Linked DNA regions of Drosophila melanogaster: region 2 is linked to region 1. Evidence: chromatin contacts called from public Hi-C data. All regions are on one chromosome and are shown on one strand. Each heading gives the region's core, a stretch centred on a gene start, on an enhancer-like site or on the middle of the called end of the contact. The rest is flanking DNA. Distances are from core to core; before and after follow the strand shown. Region 1 holds the start of CG14795. Region 2 holds the start of a6 (a6,).

Region 1 (3,734 bases), core at 505-3,004:
TGGTATTGAATAGGCCCAGCTATTAATTGGTTCATCATAGCGTCGCGTTGCGGTAAGTGGAGCATAAAATGTGTAGATCGAACGGCAATCACTACCACCAGCGGCAACACCGGTAATATCGACGACAGAAATCAGTTTGAAGAGCCGAGCCAAGTGAAGTGGGCGGATGGAGGGCGGAATAGTGACAACATCATTTACGTGTAGTTTACACTTCTTCAGCTCTGCCTCCGTTTTCCCTTTCCTTGCTTTCTCTTTCCTTGACTGCCCCGGGGGTAGTGCTCCGGTTAAATCCGCATACACTTGCCACAAACATGACAGACTTCAATCCCCCCCGACCCGCAAAACACCCACTACCCCGTGCTTTGTATTCAAATTAAGTACGTGCCGGAGGCAAGTGCACAAATAGCGAAAATAGTTGGCTGCCATCAGCATTTCTGTCCGCTTAATCAGCCACGGCGCTCTGGGCCAGTAGGGTTCACTGCGCAGGTTGGTGGGTGTGCATGTGCAGGTGGGTGCACGGTTGATGTCTCCCGGTGGTGACACGTTCCTCAGTGGCCATGCAACTTATGACTTGCCCATGACAGCTACATTGACGGCTCTGCACAAAGCAGGACGGGCTCAAAGATAGCAGCAAGAAAGAGAGCAGTCCGATGTGCTTGTCAGCTTCTGTTTGGACAGTCAGCCTAGCAGGAAGGTCTCACCTGAGCCCTAAAGAGGCAAAGGAGAAGGGCAGTGGAGCGCAGCGGGCGGAGGAATTGACTAACTGCCCTCGACAGCACGCACACGCCAGCAGACATCCCCATCGCCTCCTTTGGCCTCCTTCCTAATGCCTCGCTTTCTTTTGTGCTGCCCAGATTTTTCAGCCTTTGACCAAGGGAGAAATTACTCAAGACCACTTCTAATGTCCCCTAGCAGCTGTGGAGGCTATCTCAACATCGTTATCATCGTTATCCCAATCGAATAGGGAGCATCCTCGCCCAAGCTCATTATATTTGATTCGATTTCGTTGACAGCAGACTTCCTTCCGCTCCAAGCAGCTTCCTGTCAACTCTGCAACTCCGTATTAGGTTTCGCCTCTTTGCGCCTATGTACATACGTGTGCCGCAACGGAGATGCGTCATCCAACACGCCCACACGCGCCCAATTAGGCCCAAGTCAAAACAAGATTTGCGGCGATTCGGTTAGTTGTTTTTTATGCCAAGTTCGCCATGACATCAGCACGAAAACCAGCGCCAAGTTGCTACACTTCAATCCGCCTGTGTGGCTGGGACGGCCTTGACTTTGGCCTTCTCCAGTTTCTGCGTCTTCACTGCGATTGGATATAAATCAGTGGAGGATCGAGTGCATAACTGGAGGGAACCCACCTGTGATCAGGACATCCTCGCTGTCCTCGCCCACGCCCTCGCCCTTCTCTGTTCGCTGGAGCACCTGTTTACGCAGCTTGCGGAGGTAGGCCGCTTTGTACTCCTCGCTGGGCTTCCCGCCTGCCCCATAGCTCACCTCCAGCACTGTCAGCGGAATCACGGTGGAGGAGACGGGCACCAGGTCTGCCGAAAAAGGGTGAAATAATAGTTGGTGGCAAGATAACCAACTCATCTCATCGAGCACCCACCTGCCTCGTACTTCTCTTCAGGATTCAGCTTGTACAGCATCGGAGAGGCGGAGACGCTGGCGCAGACCAGCACCAGAACCAGCAATCGCGGCAGAAGATCGGTCATAGTGATGATGATGGTCCAAAAGCCACACACAAACTGGTCTCTTGGCCAAGCAAAAGTTTAAATTTAAATTTGAGAAACTCACCATGGGCGGCAACTGAAAGTATCGCACATTTCCAGCGATTCATCGATAGTCCATGCACAAATTATTTTTAGCAAGCATAGAAACCGACCTAGCGGTGGTATCCACCGATCTAGCTAGGACACACACCGCGGTTTAATATTTCGACAGCAAACGTCAGAAAGAGCCCGATAGACACGTGAAATAAGGAGTTCGTTATCGAAGTACCGCACGCCCGATGAGATCAGACATCGGCAGACGCATGCTATCGATAACGGTCTTGTTTATTAATGAATTAATTAATTAGTCCAAGTTAACTAAAAAAAGTCGAAAAACAGCGAAATCGGCGTAGTCAGCGTGCCCAAGTGGAGTACCCCCAGCGAACAGAGGCAGCGACAGAGTGCAAGAGTGCAAGAGCAAGACGCAGTCGAAGGCCAGGCCACAAGGCGCAGCAACGCAACAAAGACGCAAGCGAAGAAGAAAAGCATGAGCTGAGGCTGTCGTCGCCAGCAAGCAAGGGAATCGCGCGGACAATAAGAGTAGGAGCAGGAGCAGGAGTAGGACAGGAGTGGGAGCACGAGCAGCAAAGGAGCACCAACCCAGCGGAGCACCCGAACCGCAGCAGCGGCAACACCATCATGAGCACGGTGTTCATAAACTCGCGCAAGAGCCCCAACGTGCTGAAAAAACAGGGCACCGACCAGTGGGTCAAGCTGAACGTAGGCGGTACCTACTTCCTCACCACAAAGACGACGCTCTCCCGTGACCCAAATTCGTTCCTCTCCCGTCTGATTCAGGAGGACTGCGACTTGATATCAGATCGGGTGAGTGTTCCGTACCCTATATACGCTAATTGCAGCTCCCCAGTAAATTCAGTGACAAGTCAGTCCATAAGTAACATCACAGGTATCCGAAAAGTGTGCACAATGCAGGTCATGCGGCGGGGGTCCGCCGATTTGGCCAAAGGGACGGGGGCTAGGGGCCATGGGCCATGGGCCAGAAACTAAAAGGAACAAACAAGCAGCCAAGCACAGAGAGCGCGAGAGAGCGTCCTACATTAACTGCAGCTGCAGCCGAGTGTGCTAGTTTGCAATGTTGCGCCCAGAAGGTCAGCCAACCCCCTCGAAACTGGGCAGACCAAATAATCATCATGACAATACTTACTTATAACATGAACACGGTCAATCGACAAACAAATATTTCGGTGGCCCCCCAAGCAGCACGAAATTCCAGTGCCAGGGGCACACAGGCACATTCGCTCTGACCATTCGGTTTTTGTATAAATAAACAGTCCCCTGACCCCTCTCATCACCGTTGAAGCTTAAATAGCTTTGCAACCCGCGTACCCATCCCGGAAAGTTCGATCAAAGACACTTGAATAACAAGATGCGTAACGCCATACGATTTTTTGGCACACGATTTTTTCGCCGTGGCTCTAGAGGTGGCTCCAGGCTCTCTCGAATTTTTGTTAGAGTGTGAGAGAGCTGAGAGCGCTACAGCGAACAGCTCTTTTCTACACATAAAGTGATAGCAGACAACTGTATGTGTGCATTATGTGTGTGTTATTCTAGTGTCTTTGGCCAAACCAATGTATGGCCGTTACGCATCTTGTTATTCTAGTGTCTTTGGTTCGATACTAATCAGTAATTCGGTTGCAGGACGAGACAGGAGCCTACCTGATCGACAGAGACCCCAAATACTTTGCACCCGTGCTCAATTACCTGCGCCACGGCAAGCTTGTGCTCGATGGCGTCTCAGAGGAAGGCGTCCTGGAGGAGGCTGAGTTCTACAACGTGACGCAGCTGATAGCGCTGCTGAAGGAGTGCATCCTGCACAGGGATCAGGTGAGCCACACCATCCCTCCGCAGTGATTACCCTGCTAATCTCTGTCATTTTTTCCAGCGACCCCAAACGGACAAGAAGCGCGTTTATCGTGTGCTGCAGTGCCGCGAGCAGGA
Region 2 (3,391 bases), core at 153-2,652, 180 kb after region 1:
TTGACATGTGGACCGGTGCTTTCGCAATCGTCTTCGTCTGAGATCAGTGATATGCTGAGGTCGCTGGACAGTTTTAGGGAGATGGGCGTGGGCGGCGAGGGAGCCACCAAGGGCGCCACTTTGGCGCGCAATGCCGGTGACAGTTTCTGCAGCTGCTCCGGCATCAGGTCGTTCGTGTATTCCGGCACTCCACTAAAAGCCAGGCCTTCGCGTAGTTTGCTCAGCGAGAGTTCGTAAATACGGTTTGCGATGACCGTGTGAACGGTCGTCTCGTCCGGCAGCGTGGCTGTGATGCCTCCGCCCACGTCCACCTCCAGAAAACAGCCCGTTTCATTGCCGCCCTCTCCGCCTTCGGCGGTGGCGAATCCATTGCTGGCCGCCGTCGACGCTCGACACGGCTTGGGGTGACCTGACACCCGCGTCAGGCAGTTGGCAGTGGTGGAGGTGCGCGGCACCAACGAAACAGTTACCTCTTCGATGGTCTCCGACTGTGTGAGCGGTGCGAGCGGTGGCGGTGAGCGCATGGAGAGCTGGGAGCGCACTCTTGCCGTGCTGCTGGGTTCCTGCTCGTTGTGCTCGTCATCGCTGGTTATCAGGATGCTGTCGGTCACTGGGTATGAGTGGGTGGCAGCTCTGCGCGGCGCCTGCCTTCTGCCCGTTCTATGTGCTCGGTGCCCTGGGGCAGGAATCAGGAGGCGATTGTGGCCAGCTGCAGCGGGCTGTCCGGCCGATGGGGTCTCATCGTCATCCGACAGCAGGTCGATGGTCACGTCCGGCTGCAAAGTGGAGGCGACATGGCGCCGCTGCAGATGGGACAGCTGCCGGTCAGTCTTGGAGGCGAGAGCCACTTGGTCGCGCATCCGGGCCATGCAGATCCGCTGGTGCTCAAGCAGGCGTTCCATCCACCGACAGCGGCGCCGCTTGAGACGACGGTTGTCGAACAGCCGGGGCGATATGTAGAATGGTTCGGAATGTTTCTGGTTCATGTCTATAGGCGGCAGGAGAAGAGTTAGTCTGTGACGCCTGGTCGGCCACTGGTGGGCACCTATTTACCGAGTGTGTGGACTCGTCTTCTAGCGGTGGCGGTGCCTGCCACGGGTTGTCAAGGGTCATGGGCTCGGGCCCGTGGGGCTCCTCCTCCTCCTCCTCTTGCTGTTCCACTGGCGGCGAGTACAGTTAGATCCACTGCTGCAACTTGCATAATTGCGTGGCGGCGCAGGGGGATTTCCTTGAGAGGAGCGGAGGCGCGGGACTAGGCGCTGCGCCTCCCGCCGCTGGACATGCCGAGATGCGAGCGGGGCCGAGATGGTTGTTTTTTCGCGCGGCAGCTGCTTAATTTGTGCTTTTGTTGTACTTTAGAGTTCTGTTTATAAAACTGCATCGATAAGCGACCACACATCGATAACGCTTCTCTCGATAGTCCACGCTGCGTGCAACCGTGCACGTCGACTGGCCAAACAGTATCTGTCGGTAGTTATCGATAATGCATTCGCCACTTGGGCGCGCTATTTAAAATCAGCTAGAGAAAATAATGAAGCTTCGAAGCAAAGGACAGAAGGATACAAGTGCTTTGGATCACCAGCAAATCCAGCGACTTGGACACCAGGTAGCCCCGATAAAATTCCTATTAAGTAAAACACTCTTATCTCAAGACAAAGCACTCAAGCTAATTTTGGCACCACCCACAATTTTGAGAAGCACTCAATCGGCGCCGGCGCTCTGTTTTCAGAAGCTTTCACTCACATCTGGGAGAGCTTTCACTCCACATCCGTACGAGGACCGGAACGATAGGGAAGACACCGACTCCAGCTGGAGTCAGTTGGCAGATCGTCGCCTCCGGATGCGGATGTAGATATAGCAACCGCCCTTGGGCTTTTCATGCCTTCGATTAATTTTCGCAGACTTAGGATGCCTGGAAATTAACCACAAAAATCGTGAAGCCCCAAAACTTCCGTTCAAATTACTACAGGGTTGAAAGGAACATAAGGCCTTACAAGCGGAGTCTTGCGATCAGAAGTGGAGCACTAGTTTTGGGTGGGATATTTCAAAATGAAAATAACTGTTAGAAGGCATTTAGTACAAAAATAAGAAATTTTTTTGTTAATAAGTAGCCTTATGTATGCCCTTTCACCCATTTCTCTAGAGACAAGCGAAAAGCTAGCAATCTGATAAATAAAAGTAATCAACGTTCAGGCGTAGGGGCCTAGAGTAGTACCATTGGAAACATATTACTGATACTCGATACTCCACTCCACAACTTGATCTACAGTCTTGATCTCATATTTCCAAATATTCATATATCTGGGTATACATATAGCTTAAGATCAAAGTTATGTTGACTAGCTGTATGAACAAATCGGCGGATCGGATTGTACATTGTTGGGCACTCATTTACATCTGGCTTTAAGCTTTAAGGGTGTGCAACAGCCATGAGTCAAGTACGGTCCGCTGGGGAGCGGGGCGGGCAAGATCCGATTTCAGTAATTCACGCGAATGGCTCATTTCCCCAGCTCGCGGAGCAGCCAGGAGCCAAGGAGCAAAGGCGTTGGAGCTGGAGACGGAGATGTGTCTGCCCTTGGCGAAGGATACCAGTTTACTGGGGGATAAAGGGAGAAGGGCGGCGAGAGACAATAGACAATAGACAGGAACCACAACAAAAATTATAGACTCGGTCTTGACTTGGCTCGACTCGACTGTAGCCGGTGCTTTGCGTTTGGCTGGCAGCACAGGACCTCCGTAGTCCTGGCTGCGCCAGCTGCAGCTCCTTTGACTGTTTGTGTTGTGTTTCTGGATTGCACTTTGGCCGTTTAAGGCCGCGGAGTGCGGAGCAGGAGCAGGAGCAGGAGCAGCAGCACCCACATCTTGGCGCACCACACGCACCCTTAAGCGACTCTCCCTGGTGGCTTTGAATCCGACATCCTACATCCGACATCCAACATCCGACCCCACCCCGTGGCCCATCCGTGTCTGCCTGCAATCGTTTCCTGGCTGGGACGACCAGCCTGGCCCGCCTGTGCATTAAAATGAATTCCTTGCGAGGAGTTGGACGAGCAAGAGGCCAGGCGCAAGGGGCACTGAGTCGATTTGAATGAATGCACGTCCTCGCTGCTCATCCCGGTGCTCATCGTCCTGATGGCGGAAAATGGGGTTCCCGCTTCGCGTCTTCAAGTGTTTGCCTTCCTCAGGTGTTGAGTTGAGTTGCGTCGAGTCGAGTCAAGTTGGCATTGTCTTTTTGTTTTCGCCATCGTCTGCCGCAGTTGTTTTGCTTTAGACCTCCTCTCCGCGCCACTCCTCTCCGCTTGCTCCAGGATGCTCAGGCTCATCCTCATCCTTATCCTTGGCCCCGACTCTTGCTCATTTTTTATTGTGTTTTGGCATTACGCCAAATGTG

What was found. Hi-C and Micro-C count contacts between places; a contact is called where the count stands out from the background.
Region 2: a Hi-C map of the Kc167 cell line shows a contact between it and region 1, with 1.9 times the contacts expected there. The contact joins the promoter of a6 here to the promoter of CG14795 in region 1. A contact is called at or near these places in 16 of 107 Hi-C or Micro-C datasets (the D17-c3 cell line, the Kc167 cell line, the ML-DmBG3-c2 cell line and 6 more) and 2 of 6 datasets of contacts at active chromatin or transcription factors (both in the Kc167 cell line).

What each region holds. Positions count from the first base shown.
Region 1 is chrX:1,511,049-1,514,782 of dm6, forward strand. CG14795 reads right to left here and starts at 1,755. Exons shown (of 3, transcript NM_130569.5): 1 at 1,613-1,755; 2 at 1,365-1,547; 3 at 1,179-1,309. The coding sequence starts at 1,718. The coding sequence ends at 1,248. It overlaps inc (insomniac), which reads left to right. Exons shown (of 7, transcript NM_001297857.1): 2 at 1-52; 3 at 1,017-2,600; 4 at 3,435-3,620; 5 at 3,679-3,734. The coding sequence starts at 2,415.
Region 2 is chrX:1,694,487-1,697,877 of dm6, forward strand. a6 (a6,) reads right to left here and starts at 1,403. Exons shown (of 2, transcript NM_057961.5): 1 at 1,054-1,403; 2 at 1-988. The coding sequence starts at 986.